Linked DNA regions of Mus musculus: region 2 is linked to region 1. A link is a contact called in public promoter capture Hi-C data. All regions are on one chromosome and are shown on one strand. Each heading gives the region's core, a stretch centred on a gene start, on an enhancer-like site or on the middle of the called end of the contact. The rest is flanking DNA. Distances are from core to core; before and after follow the strand shown.

Evidence for each region. Promoter capture Hi-C pulls out the DNA fragments that hold promoters and counts their contacts.
Region 2: a contact with region 1 is called in a promoter capture Hi-C map of liver, with 2.7 times the contacts expected there. The contact joins the promoter of 4932702P03Rik here to the promoter of Armh2 in region 1. A contact is called at or near these places in 6 of 39 promoter capture datasets (the 3T3-L1 cell line, 3T3-L1-derived adipocytes, the C10 cell line and 3 more), 7 of 484 Hi-C or Micro-C datasets (CD8 T cells, bone marrow-derived DN2 thymocytes, embryonic fibroblasts and 4 more) and 2 of 9 other capture datasets (adipose tissue and liver).

Annotation. Positions count from the first base shown.
Region 1 is chr13:24,738,319-24,745,733 of GRCm38.p6, forward strand. It overlaps Armh2 (armadillo-like helical domain containing 2), which reads left to right and starts at 2,903. Exons shown (of 2, transcript NM_001370932.1): 1 at 2,903-3,242. The coding sequence starts at 2,957.
Region 2 is chr13:24,902,510-24,909,924 of GRCm38.p6, forward strand. 4932702P03Rik (RIKEN cDNA 4932702P03 gene) reads left to right here and starts at 3,091. Exons shown (of 3, transcript NR_045182.1): 1 at 3,091-3,199. Aldh5a1 (aldhehyde dehydrogenase family 5, subfamily A1) reads right to left here. Exons shown (of 10, transcript NM_172532.3): 10 at 5,070-7,415.

The sequences.
Region 1 (7,415 bases), core at 1,653-4,152:
AATGTTAAAAAATAATATTCCAGAGGCAAGAAATACAAAGGCTTTGAAAAAGTACCATGGTTGATGTTTTAAATTTTTCTATACTCTTTATATCCTTATACTTTTATGTAACAGAGGTACATAGTCAAGGACATTTTCTGATTTATGGGATATGTTTTGAAAAATAGAGCCAAAAGAATTTGGTAGGGAGTTGGAAATGGAATAGAAAACGGGCTTAGGATGAGTTCATATTTAGCCTGAACAAGAAACTGAAAAGATAGAATATCTACAGAAACCCCTACAGCAAGAAGGAAAAAACCCAGGAGCTATTTTAGACATGATAAAGCTTATATCCAAAGATAAAGTTTTTGAATGAATATGAGTCTGAAATTCAGGTGAGAAGTCCTACTAAAACATTATAAAATTGTGGCAGAGTGCGGTGTCTTTTATCTTTAGTCCCACCACTTGGGAGACAGAGGCAGGTGGATCTTTGTGAATTTGAGCCTGGTCTACAGAGTGATTTCAAGGATGAAACAGATGATAGATAGATAGATAGATAGATAGATAGATAGATAGATAGATAGATAGATAGATAGATAGATTGATAGATTGATAGATTTATAGATTGATTGATAGATGATAGAACTGCGAGAGGCTGAGGCAAGTGGATAAGCAGATCTCTATGCATTCAAGGCCTGCCTGTCTGCATAGCAACTCCCAGGCCACCCAAGGCTACAGAGTGAGACTCTGTCTCAACAAATAAACAAAACCACACATACATACACACACACACACACACACACACACACACACACCCCACACACAACTGAGCATCAGAGCATAATCACAGTGCCTGATTTACTAAGACAGTGAAATCAAGGTCTCAGGGGTTAAGCTGTAGAAATAGCTCAGTAATTAAGAGAACTTGCTACCTTCCAGAGGGCCCCAGTTCACCCAAGTCAGACAACTCACAACCATCTGTAAAGTTTAGCTTCAGGGGAATCCAGTGTCCTCTTTTGGCCTTTGAAAGCACTTGTACTCATGTATGGACACATACACACACACACACACACACACACACACACACATATCCACTACATCAAGTTCAATTACACTAGGACATACACCTTGCCTCTAAGTATTTGTATATATTGGAGTTGGGGATTTGGAGTGTGTGTTTTGAGACAAGGTTTCAGTTAGTTAAGTCTGCTTCAGACTCACTACTTTTGCAGTATGTGGTATAGGTATGGGGTGAGGTTTATGTGAGCGTACCTGTGGGTGCCGGCAGAGTGTAACCAAAAAGAAAAAAAAAATCTTTAGGGGCCGGAGAGATTGCTCAGTGCTTAAGAAAACTCCATGTTCTTGCGAAGGACCCTGGTTCACTCTATAGACGTCCATGGCAGCCCATAATCAATCTATAACTGCAGGGAATCCAATGCCCTCTTCCAACTTCCAAGTCAGAAGGCATACATGTGGTATTTAGACATACATACTGGCAAAGCTTATACACATAAAAACGGAAAACGAGACAAATCTTTTAGTTTAAAAAAAAAAAAAGATGGAACTTGCCTAGGGTTCCAAATCTACTTCTGGCCAGTGCCTGCACATTCCTGTGTATAACCCCAACTCACAGCCACACTTGTAGAGACCTTGTCTCCAAATGTGCGTTTGTGTGTGTGCGTGTGCGCCTGTGTGTGTGCGTGTGCGCCTGTGTGTGCGCCTGTGTGTGTGTGTGTGTGTGTGTGTGTGTGTGTGTGCGTGTGTGTGTTTGATAGGGGCTGAGAGAGTATGTCCTTGTGTGACCCTGATGCAGTGCTGTACACTTATGGTCCCAGCTGACTTAACTGGGAGGCTGATACCGGAGAATCACTTGAGCTTGGGAATTTAAGATCATTATAGTCAAATGGCAATGTCCGGTCTGAAGACAATCTAAACACATGAAATTGAGTGTTCAGGATGTAGCCGTTATTTAAAGCTGCCGTGTGAGCTCAGCTGATCTATCCAGAGGAAAGATGGAATACACAGAATCAAGAGTGGTTTGGGGGCTGGAGAGACGGCTCAGCGGTTAACAGCACTGACTGCTCTTCCAGAGGTCCTGAGTTCAACTCCCAGCAACCACATGGTGGCTCATCACCATCTGTAATGAGATCTGGTGCCCTCTTCTGGTGTGTCTGAAGACAGCTACAGTGTACTCGTGTACATAAAATGAATAAATAATTCTTTGAAAGAAAGAAAGAGAGAAAGAGAGGAAGAAAGAGAAAGAGAGAGAGAGAGGAGAAAAGAAAGGAGTTGTTTTGGCTTTTTGGGACAGGATCTTGCTATATATGGCCCAAGTTAGCATCATCGTACTCAAAGGCCTGTTGCAGAAGCTTCCCAAATGCTTGAATGATAGGTGGATACCACCACACCCAGCTGAAAGACTTGACTTAAAGCCCAGATCCTTGTATATACACCTTAGGGGATCTAGTTGGCGATGTACTAAGGGAAGAATAGAGGAGTAGTGTCTTTTAGGGGATTGGGAGAAGTTAGCTACCACCACAGGCACAGAAGGAAAGAAGACATGGGCAGACAGGTGGGTAGATACAACGGAAGGGACAGATGATTCTCTTGATGGCTTCAGCTCTGTCATCAAAACGGGAAATCTACGATGTAAACAAAAACAAGCCTTGCAGGTTTCAGAAAAAGCCACTCAGAAGCTAGTGGGCAGATCAAGGAGAAGAAAGTCCCCAGTGAGCCAGCATAAGACAGTTGTGAGCTATGTGTTGGGGTCCCAGAGACGCTCAGGTGGCTTTTGTTCTAGTCCTACGGGGCCTGGAATGCCAGGCTAGGAACCTCGTGTTTATTGCTTCTGGCCCCTCTGTTCTTTTTGTTCTACCAGGTTGCCAGGCAGTGCCCTAAATTCCGTTCTATCTCCTTGCGGGGCAGTGCTCCAGTGCTACTGACTGAACTCCAGCCTCGCCTACACACAGGAGCACCAATGTCCTATGAGAATTGGGGTATTTGTGGACGGATTTGCAGTATTTGCAGTCAGACATGTCAACTCTTCAGAACCCTGTCGGAGAGCCTCAGAAGTTTCTGGGATAATAAGGTGAAGAGACGGTTTTTTGCTTCACCGCAAAAGGAAGAGGTGCCAACCTCCACGGCCGACTACATTTTTCACAGAGAAAAGATTCTGGAGCTTGGCAGCATCCTGAAGAATAAAAGACTATCCCTTGATAAGAGAGCTCAGGCTGCCCAGAAAATCGGACTACTGTCTTTCACAGGTACTGCTTCACCACTGTGCTAACACTATAGGTGCTTCAGTCTGCTTCTGCTAGTTAGAGCCCAGCAGTTTAGTGGGGATTATTAGTGTTGTTTATCATCATCACCACCACCACCACCACCATCATCATCACCATCATCATCAAGATGTAATTGTTTTGTTTTGTTTTGTTTTGTTTCTTTTTCGAGACAGGGTTTCTCTGTGTGGCCCTGGCTGTCCTGTAGCTCCTGCTGTAGGCTAGGATGGCCTTGAACTCAGAGATCTGGCTGCTTCTGCTTCCCCCATGCTGAGACTAAAGGCATGCACTACCATGCCTAGCTTTGTGATAGAATTTTGATGACATATATAAGTACCAAATATTTTCTTGTTATAGTTTGTAAAGTAAACAGACAGACAGGCATGGCACTGTGCATCTATAATCACAGGGCCAGGAGTGGCGTTACACAACTGTTATCACACAGCCAGGCATGGTGGTACACATATATATTCACAAAGCCAGATGTGGTAGTACACATCTGTATTTCCCAGCTTGGGAAGAAGAAGCAGAAAAGTTTCTGCAGGTCTGAGGATAACCTGGTCTACACAAGGTCAGCCAAGGCTACAGAAAAATAAGAAAAAAAGAAAGAAAGAAAGAAAGAAAGAAAGAAAGAAAGAAAGAAAGAGAGAGAGAGAGAGAAAAGAAAAAAAAAGACTTGTCTCAAACCCTTTGTTCAAATAAGACAAAGCATTACATAGAAAAAGTGTCTTTGATCTCCCCACCCTCCTATATAGTCCTCAAGGCACAGGGAGCAGAGATGTTGAACGGGTGTTTGAAAGCCCTGTGAGTACCTAAGATAAAAGACCACGCTGGGACCAGATGTCAGTAGGCAGATCAACTTTACTTAGGGTTACTCAAGGCTTATAAAGTTTTGGGGGTCCGAGGATGAACAAAGACTGGGGGTCAGGGTCCCGGGAAAGCCTCATTAGCATAGCGAAGCATTTCGGGAATCTCGGGCTGGCTCAACAGGTTTTATCAGGAGAAAGGAAACCCATCACATAAACTGAGGTTATGTGACATGCATATGTGTAGTGTAGGCTTCCCCAGACAAGGTCAGAGAAAGAGAAGCCCTGCTAAGAGGAGTCTTCCATATTGCCCCAAGCCCAGAGGCTATCCTATCGTGGTGGACTTCTACCTTAATTCGTAGTATTTAATCCTTATGATCATCTTTTAATAAAATAATTGTTGGCATCCTGCTAGAATGGAAGATATCCTGAGGCACCGGAGACCAAAACGCCACATAGCTCTGAGGTGGGACAATGTCCCAATGGAAAGGTATCCTGAGACAGAAGAGCCCAGGAACCACGCCCTCTGAAAGGAAGCCTTGCGGCCCTAAGGATATCCCAGACTAAGCTGGACTGCTACAGTGTGACAGTGTAACAACTGTTTCACTGCTCTGGCTTTATAGCCCCCAGGGGAGGGTACTCCCAGCTGAGGCTCAGGAGCTCAGGAGCCCAGGAGCCCAGGAGCCCAGGAGCCTCAGTCGGGCTCCACTTCTTGGTTTCTTGGCTTCTGCAGATGACTCACACCAGGGAGCAAAGGAAAGAGGTTATATCAGGAGACCAGAATTCAAGAGCAGCTGCCCCTGCTCCAGGGAGAAGACAGCAGGAAGCCAAATAGGCAGGGCTTATACAGGATTTCTCCGGGCGGGGAGGGAGGAGGGGAGCAGCGGAGCTTTCCAGGTGGAGATTTCCAGGGCGAGGATTGGTCAGATTTCAAGTCCTGAGCTTGGGGGAGCTCAAGGATTGGTGGGTCTTCCTATTCAAGGATTAGTGGGATTTTTTTTTCCATATAAGATGTTGGGGTCTGGGTACTCTCTCGCCTTGGGACTGGAAAATGATAGTAACACCCATAGAAAATGACCATTAGTGCCTTTAGGGGCATCTGGAGCGGGGCAGGACCTGGCTGCAGAAGCTCTCAGTCAAGGGCCTGGCCACTTTCCTGCCTTGAGGGTTTACAAAGCTTACAAAACCTTCTCTGCTGCTTGAGTTGGCAAGAAGAGCCAACAGTGATATGATCTGAGGTTGGGAATAGCAGAGTACTTGCCTAGCATGCATGAGACCTTGGATTTAATCCCCAGGACCAGCTCTAGTCCCAGATAGAGGTAGAAAGATCCAAAGTTTAAGGTCATCCTTGACAACACCTGTAGCGGTGAGTTTGTGCTATAGAGTTTTGTGTTCCCGGCGGGCCCTGCGTCTCCAGCCACAGGCCTAGGAACTCTTTGGATTTATGAATGGATCTCTCTCTCTCTCTCCCTCTCCCTCCCTCCCTCTCCCTCTCTCTCTCTCTCTCTCTCTCTCTCTCTCTCTCTCTCTCTCTCTCTCTCTCTCTCTCTCTCCCCCCTCCCTCCCTCCCTCCCTCCCTCCCTCCCTCCCTCCCTCCCTCCCTCCCTCCCTCCCTCCTTCCCTATCTCCCCCGTCCCCTCTCCCCCCACCTCTCTCCCCTGCAGCTCCTGAATCTCATCCTTCTTCGCCTGTGTCCTAGCCCTCAGAACTCTCAGGCTCCCACCCCATCTCCCTTTGTCCAGCCATTAGCCAATGGTATCTTTATTGATCAATCAAAAACTAATTGAGAACAAGGACCTTTAGCATTTGGACACCCAGGTTCCCGATTGAATCAAAGCATTGGAACCAATCACCAACAAACAGATTTAGAGGCCCACCTGGACTACACGAGACCCTTCCTTTACAAGAAAACTTTCTAGCTAGGTCTGAGTGTTTTAATTTTAAGTGGGAAAATAAATTACTTAGATGTAGCTTGAGGGGCCAAATCTTCAAATAATGATATCCATGAGGGGAAATATAGAACTCCTCACCCTCACCCTCATCCACTGAATAGCCAAAGCTAGAGTCAGGAACCTCAGAAATTGTCCCCAGCCCTGTGGAGGAATGGTTTCTGCTATGCATCTCATGAAGAGGGAAGGCTCAGCTCCCTGCATAGCTATGTTCAATTTCTGAGGGAAGAGGGCCAGAAATGTTTTCGCTTGGGATTAGTCTTAGCTAGGCTGGTGGGAAGCAAGGGTTTATATGCAGCTTCCACTAAAGCGTTAACATCAAATGCAATACTCTTAGCAAGTTAGAGAAATCTAAGAACAGAGCTCTAATGGCTAGAATCGACTCCAAAGTACTCTATCCTGTGTACATTTTAGTTAGTGCCTTGTTGGAATTTGAACTGGAACTAGAAAAGATCCTGGGCAGAATCTGCCAGGCAGTGGTAGTGCACACTTTGACACTCTGGTGGCAAAGGCAGGCAGATGTCTGAGTTGGAGGCCAGCCTGGCTGGCCTACAAAGTGAGGTCCAGGATAGCCAGGGCTACACAGAGAAACCATGTCTCAAAAGAAAAACAAAAACAAAAACAAAAGAACCCATAGAATCTAGGACCAGGCTGGGTCGATGGCCAAAGGAAGAAAAATCTTCTATGGAAACATTGGTCTTGGGTCTGGGAAATAGTTGGGAGTAAAAAATGTCCAAGAAGCTCTCAGCCATTAGTGACTTCCAAACCCTTTCTTTCCCCCAGGGCAGCCGAGGTGTGTCTGCTCAGCCTTTACACTTCCTCTGTGCTCTGATAGGCTCAAGTCTACAGACTTTCCTCCAGTATAAAGACAGAATTCTGCTTAGTAAAGAAAGCCAGATTATACCACCTGCGTATATTCCACTCTCAGTCCACATAACAGAAACAGGGGGGCCTCTGCAGGCAGTGACATTCCCAAGCATCCCGCATGACTCCTCATCAAGTTCCCAATGTCCACAGCCACACAGGAAAAGTTAACACATGTAAAATGTCACCTACGGTTAACAGAATATGACCTGGGTCTGGGGAGTGTGGCGACGAGGTCTTGAATTCAATCCTAAAAACAACAGAGAAAATGGAGGCTGGAGAGAGAGAGCTCCCCCAGTTAGGTGCTTACCTTGTAAACATGACAACATGCATTTGAGCACTAGAACCCACATAGAAAGCCGGATGTAATCTCTGCACAGGAGAAGTGAAGACAGGTGGGTTGCCAACCAGTCAGGCTAGCAGTCTATTTGTAGAGCTCCAGGCCAGAGAGAAACCTGATTGCAAAAATTTTAAAGCTATTTAGTTAAGAGCCCAGTGTGGTGACACACACCTTTAATCCCAGCACGAAGGAGGCAGTA
Region 2 (7,415 bases), core at 1,841-4,340, 160 kb after region 1:
AGGGCTCAGAGGCTGAGCGCACAACTAGTTACTGTTTTAGAAAGATTCAAATGCCAGCATCCTGCAATTGAGTATGTTTAAGACACCTTAAAGAGAGATGGCTCAGCGGTTAAGGCCACTGGCTGCTCTTCCAGAGGCCCTGAGTTCAAGTCCCAGCAACCACATGGTGGCTCACAACCAGTGTACTCATATAAATAAAATAAATAAGTCTTAAACAAACAAAAGACACACAATGAGGAACAGCCATCACTTGTGATTTTAGCACTTGGAAGGTGGGAGTGGGGAAATCAGGAGTTCAAGATCACCATCCACAACTACTACTGTATTCAAGGCCAGCCCAGGCTACAGACCTGTCTCAAGAAGTAAACAGCCATCCAGTGAAGTAAGAAAACAGTGACATAGATCAGCAGGGCAAGACCCCTGCTGCCAAGCCTGAAGACTTAGGTTTGATTCCCAGGACCCACATGGTAGACAGAAAGAACCAACGCCCCAAAGTTGTTCTCTGGCCTCCACACAAAATATCTGGATAATATGCACATGTACACACACACACACACACACACACACACACACACACACAATTGTAATTTAAAAACAGGTAGCTGGGTGTGGTAGCACATGCCTTTAATCCTAGCACTCGGGAGGCAGAGGCAGGCGGATTTCTGAGTTCGAGGCCAGCCTGGTCTACAAAGTGAGTTCCAGGACAGCCAGGACTATACAGAGAAACCCTGTCCCGAAAAACAAAACAAAACAAAAAAACCCAAAACAAAACAAAAAAAGTATTCCTCAACACTTCTTTCACATAGTGAGGACTTTTTTTTTATTATTATTATTTTTATGTGACCAAGATATCCTGGATGCTGAGTCTTGATTTTATTCGTTTAAATGTATTATCTTCCACATGTTTTGACAAGGTGTTGATTCTTGTATTCCATACATATGATGATCTAAGGAAGTCTTCTTTGAAGGAGAACTATATTTTCCTTCTGCTAATGTGGCTAAATCTGGGACTTGTGGTCAAGGGACACTGGCCTGAATCTACACTCTTCGCCTGCACGGCTGCCACTTACAAGCCTCTCCAGCGGAGGACAGAATGTCCTCTAACACCGAGAGATAAACCTGCTGAGAACAGTCAGTTCAAGCAGCCTGCCAGGCACCGAGGAGGACCGTTTAATCCTCTGATCCTCTGGTCCTCCCTATAGAGAGGGTCCCTGGAGATGGATCAGGAGACCTGTTTTCTTATGCTGCATGTGCTAAAAAGGGATTTTTAAAAAATGCTTTTACTGTAATCTTTTTTCTTTTTTCTCCCTCAGTATTGGAGACAGAAGCCTGGAGTCTGGTGTATGGTAGGCTCTACCCCTGAATTATATCTCCAGCTCCAGGTTTTAGGATTTATATGGTTGGGAAAAAAATTGAAATGTTTTGATCACATGCCTAATATGAATTTCAAATTTTGTGTCTGTAAAAAGTTTTTGGACCATGATCATTCATGTGTTTATGTATGAATGACCCCATGGCTGCTCTTATCTTACAAAAAGACTTTTTTTTTTTCAGTTTTATTTATTTCATGTATGTGAGTCCACTGTCACAGTCTTCAGATACGCCAGATGAGGGCACCAGATCCCCTTTACAGATGGTTGTGAGCCACCACTATGTGTAATGAGCCACCATTGCTGGAAATTGAACTCAGGACCTCTGCAAGAGCAGTCAGTGCTCATAGCCACTGAGCCATCTCTCCAGCCCACAAAAAGGTTTTAAATGGACTGTAATAGGGGTTGTCTGCAAAGACTAAAACACTTAGCCAGGTATAATGGCATACTCCTTTGATCCCAGCATTGAGCAGACAGAGGCAGGCAGATTTCTGTGAGTTCAAGGCCAACCTGGTCTACATAGTAAGTTCTAGAACAGTCAGGCTCCGTAGAAAGAGCCTGTCTCAAATCAAAACAAAACCACACACACACACACACACACACACACACACACACACACCACACACACCCCAAATGAACAAAGACTAAAACTATTATTTGCTGTATCTATATTGGGAAAACAAATACAATTTCTGAAACTCACGGGTCCTTCTTGAGGACAGTCAGCTTGAATTGACCAGTCTCAGCTCAGTGGCTTTCTATCAATATTAAAGGACATTCTGTCCCTGCTGCAAACTAACTTTCTCTCTCTCTTTCTTTCTTTCTTTCTTTCTTTCTTTCTTTCTTTCTTTCTTTCTTTCTTTCTTTCTTTCTTTCTTTCTTTCTTCCTTCCTTCCTTCCTTCCTTCCTTCCTTCCTTCCTTCCTTCCCTTCCTTTCTCTCTCTCTCTCTCTCTCTCTCTCTCTCTCTCTCTCTCTCTCTCTCCCCACTGTATTTTGAGACACTGTAGCACAGCCCTGACAGTATTTATAAAACAAACAAACAAACAAAAACCAATTTACAACTAGGAATTTACCTACGTGTGTGAGAACCTAAATTCAGTTCATAGCACTGCAGGAAAAGTAATTTTTTAAAAAGTATATTGGGGTATAATTCACTTAGAATAAACTACACATACTAAGTATAATGTGATGAATATGTCCATGCCCTGGAGCCGCCGCTCTAACTGAGCTAATGAATACGTCACCCTAAACGATTCTGTGCGACCCTTCATAGACACACCTTCCCTTAAACCACATTACCAGACGTCCTTGAAGTTTCTAGTTTTGTAGAATTGATGCTGGATGTATTCATTCTTGGATCTCTTCCACCACGAAGTTGTCTCCATCAGTCTATTAGCAATTTTGTTGGGGTAAATTGTGGAGGTCCCGTTCTGAGACCCAGAGTGCTACTCCTCAGGTCTGTGAATTAAAAGTCTCCTTGATCATTACGGTCTTGCAAGAGTTCTTTATTTTACTGAGTTTTTGAAAGGGAGATGAGCCAAATACACACCAGCCCAATGACAATGACTTTCGGCCACTGTTTGGATCTAAAATGTCCCAGAAAGACCAATGTGTGGGAAGACTTGATCCCCAAACCCCGCCACTGCTGGAACACACTGGAAGCTTTAAGAAGTGGGGTCCGGTGGAAGGAAGTGACCTCACTGGGTGCGTGCCTTCCTCGCTCTGCTTCTCCACCCGCCGTGGGAGCCGTTTTCCTCAGCCCAGCTCTGTTGATGCTCATTCTGGGCCCGGTCCCAAAGTAAGCTGCTCACAACGGTGGACTAGACCGGTGAGTCAAAATAGACCCTTCCTTCTTGTAAATTCATCAAATCTCAGGTATTGTGACCGGTGATAGATAGCTGATAGATAGTGATGATAGCATGACAAAAAAAAAACACATTTTTTTTTTGTCATGAAAACAAAAACTTTAAAAAATGTTCTCAAAGGTCTAACTATGTATGCCCCCCCCCCCCCCGCCCTTTCCTTTTCTAGGTCAGCTTTCTCCCTTGCCCCAGAACACACTTCGTTTTTTCTTAGAGGAAGAGGCTTCTAGCGCTCCCGCGTTCTGCTTTCCCATTGCTGAAGTGACTCCCCGGAGAGCAGAGGTCTGTGGACCGCCCAACATGTAAAGGAAAGTGCCCCTGGTATGGACATGCCAGAGTCTGGCTGTGCTTCCGGTTCCTCGGGATTGGGCTTGGCCTCTGTCCTCGGGACTATTGTAACCCTCATCAACTGAATCTTTCTGAACTCATCAGCAAGCCAGGGGTTGGAGGAGGCCCTCTGAGCAGCGCTGGGGGAATCACCCAGGGTCCTCTTTTTTTGTGGCGCTCTGGGAAGAAAGCCCCACTAGGAGCTTAGTAGCCACAGAGCAGAGTAAAGGTGGGGCTGTCTGCGCCTCTGTCAGTTGCCACTCAGAGGCGGTTCCCTGTGCATTCTGCAGGGGCGAAACCATCAGGTCTGGGAGCGAAGGCTGCAGGCTCCATATTGAGGTAGTACTTGAAGCCCACAGCCAACCCTTTCTGTCTTGATTTGTGAAGCAGTATCACCCTCCTGCCTTCATCATGTCCAGCTGGGACCTGCGAGGAACTCTGAGCCTTGAGGCCTGGGAGCTTGCCCTCTCGTCCTGGTCTCTGCTCAACCCTGGTCAAGGCTCTGCCTGGAGTTCCCACTGCTGTTGCTCCTTAAATGAACTCTCTGGGAGTTGGGGATGGGGAGGGAAAGCTCGTGTCAACATTCCAAGTCTAAATTTGAAGACAGCCGGTTTCCCCCGGGCACAGGGGACCCTGGGGGCAAAATCTGTACGTTGATCTCCTAACCCCCAAATTCTAGAATGTAGGAAGAGATGAGCCCTTTAGGAGTGGTTCAAAATGAAGCCGTCAGGCTGGGTCCTAATCCAATTTTACTGGTGTCATAAGGTGACTAAGCCCCTCAGAGGGTTGGGGGGGGGGCACCTAGTGGGGGAACTCCCACGAGGAACGGGCCACCTGTAGGCCCAGGAGGCGGGGTCATACAGGACCTTTTCATAGCTGACTAAGGCTTTGCCTTCACCATGCAACCACTTAGGAATTCAATGGAGCTTTAGGAGTGACTCTATTGTAAAGGCCAGTTTGCTTAGGTCTTTTGCATATTATGCTCTATACCGCCTAGGGATTCTGCTAGCAAGGCCATTGCCTTGACCTTGTATCAGAGCCATGAGCTAAAACAATACAACTTACCCAAGCTGTGGTATTGTGTTATTAGCAACCGAAAATGCACTCAGACAAGTGTTCACATTCGTATTCCAGGATCGTATCTGGATACCAGGGGCTCAGAAAATGCCTTTCTCATACTTCTCTGTAAAAATAAAAGACTGGAGAAAGTGGCTAACTGTGGAGTGTGTAGAAGACAGACTGGAGAGAGCTGGGGCATGACCTTGGGCAGCTGCCCATCCCTGAAACTAAGACACAGGTCTGGACCACGTGGTGTTGCTGAAGTGCCAGTGCTATTAGCTTAGCTCCCAGGACGAGGTCCTCACTGATCGGGCACTGTTGGTGAGGAAGTATAATTTTATATCCACATTGATCTAACACTACCCACTCAAAACTCAAACGATTCAAAAAAAAAAAGCTGTCAACAATGATCTGGTGTAAAAAGGGCAAAACCAACACAGCCACTCACTTTAACCCAGAAATAAGAAATCCTGTTAAACATTTATTAGATTCAACTCTGTTGATCACACAATGTCACACACTAGAAAAATGAAGCAATGTGTACATGTTTATAGAGCAATATATATTTCTCAACAACTCATGAGATTTGTCTCACAAAGTATGGCATGAAACAGTCACAGTATTAAGTATTCAAGTAAAATTCTGTTTTGAAGTAGCTGCACAGGGGTAACTAAAACACTGGGCTCCGGCCTTCAGAGAGGACAAGCCACGGGATCCAATTTGAAGGTCATCACATCACAAAATAGGCTTGTCTACATTGTGTGTCTGATCTTTATTCTCCCCCAAGTCCCAGAAGAGCAAAGATACCGAAAGAAGAACCAAGCACTTGCTTTGGGGCCCTGCTTAAAGGCCCTCAGATGTAAAACACAGATGAACTCTTGACACTTTCAGTGAGCCCCACTACCTGGGAGACAGGATTAGTATCAGGCTAGTATCATTTGAGTTGATAATTACTGCCAAGAAGCCCTAATAACAAAGGCTCAGAAAATGTGCCCTTTTCACAGAAGGTGTTTAATAGAATAAAATAATGCCTCATAAGCAGGGGAAGCCAGTGTCTTTCGATTGGTATAGATAAGGGCTGTAAACCTTTTTTAGCAGCTTTGTAGCAAGTCCTTTAGGCTCTGTAGGCCATACTGTCACAACACAGCTACTCAGGCATGGGGCACTGAGGCTGCTCACTCACAGGTTTCAGGAAACAACTGTTCTAACCCACCCAATCCATTGGGACATATGAAAACACTTTAAACTCATGAGTTATACAAAATCAGGTGGCAGGTCAGATCTGGCTCACAGGTTGTGGTTCATTAAGCCTTGTTCTTACATAACTGTATAGACATCTTCAAAAACTCCCACCTGTTACATATCTTATGGAACAGTAACAAAGGTTCATCGAAAAACACTCCTTAGCTGGGCATGGTCGCAGGCGTGACTCCAACACAGGAAGTGGAGCAGGAGAGTTCCCAGGTGAGCCTGAACTACATGAGGCCCAAACTCAAAAACCCTTAAAAATAATAATAAAAAAAAATCGACTCTTAGCTGATTTGGTGACAACATGCTTATTGTTACAGATATCTGGGAAGCTAAGGATCATCCGAGCCCAGGAGTTTAAGGCTAACAGGAGATCCTGTTTAAAAACAATATCAAAAGCCAAACTCGTCTTCCCATAACCCAAAAGCATTTTTCTAAGTAAGATGTTCTTTCATGTTAACGTTTTGGTGATGACTAATCCCATCATCTCCAGTATGCTAATGATATACTTTACCTCTGATACCCATCCCCATTATTTTAATCACAAAAATTGATTACATTTATTGTAACAAATGTGTGGGCCAGTGATCTACCCAGTAAATCAAACATGCACACACAAAAAGTACAAACTTGCCGCACAGTCCAGGAACCTGCTGGTTGACACTGTTTAACGTGTATTTGGAATGAGTTCACATTCAGTGAGTGTATTCATTTTCTACAAAATGCCAGCAAGGCATTTGTATTCTTAATTGAAAAAAAAAGATGGGCACAAATCTTAAGAAATTAGAAATGTCGGAGTTGGCAAGGTGGCTCAGAAGTTAAGATTTGGCTGCCTTTCTTCAGAGGACCAGCTAGGATTTGCCTCCCCAAACTCACAAGGTGGACTACAACCATCTATAACTCCATTTCTAGGTGATGCAATGCCCTTTTCTGGCCTCTTGAGGGAACCAGCACACATGTGGTGCACAGATATACATAGAGGCAAAATGCCATGTCCATAAAATTTAAAAATTTTAATTAGAAAATGTGGTAGAAACCAACTATACAGAAGAATAGAATAAACAGACCATGAACATCCTGAGTTGTGACTCTTGCCACTTGGGTGGGGTCCCTAGGATGAAGACTTCTACTTTATTCTTATGCTCAGGGACCTTAAGAACCATGACGTCCTTATTTGAAGTTCCCAGTGACTTGGGACTTAGTGTTTAGGAACCACCGCAGCTAGCTCTGCTATCATTCCTGTAGATGTCTCACAGAACATCCACAGAGTATGCCAGTGGGCTCTCTGCACAGATGGGCATGGAGCAGAGAACTCCTTTGTTGCCTATTGGGGATAAACAGCTTCTAGGTAGATGGGAGCCATGTCTACAAGGACCTAGATTTTCCTTACTTAAATTGTTTCAAAGGGAGATCAACACCAGTTTCGGGGAGTTTCAGTGTTTGGGGTATGTGTGTGTGTGTGTATGTGTTTTGAATTTATGGGAGTGCATGCCTCTGGTGCATTTGTGGAGGTCAGAGGTCAACACTGTCACGTTGGTTCTCTCTGTC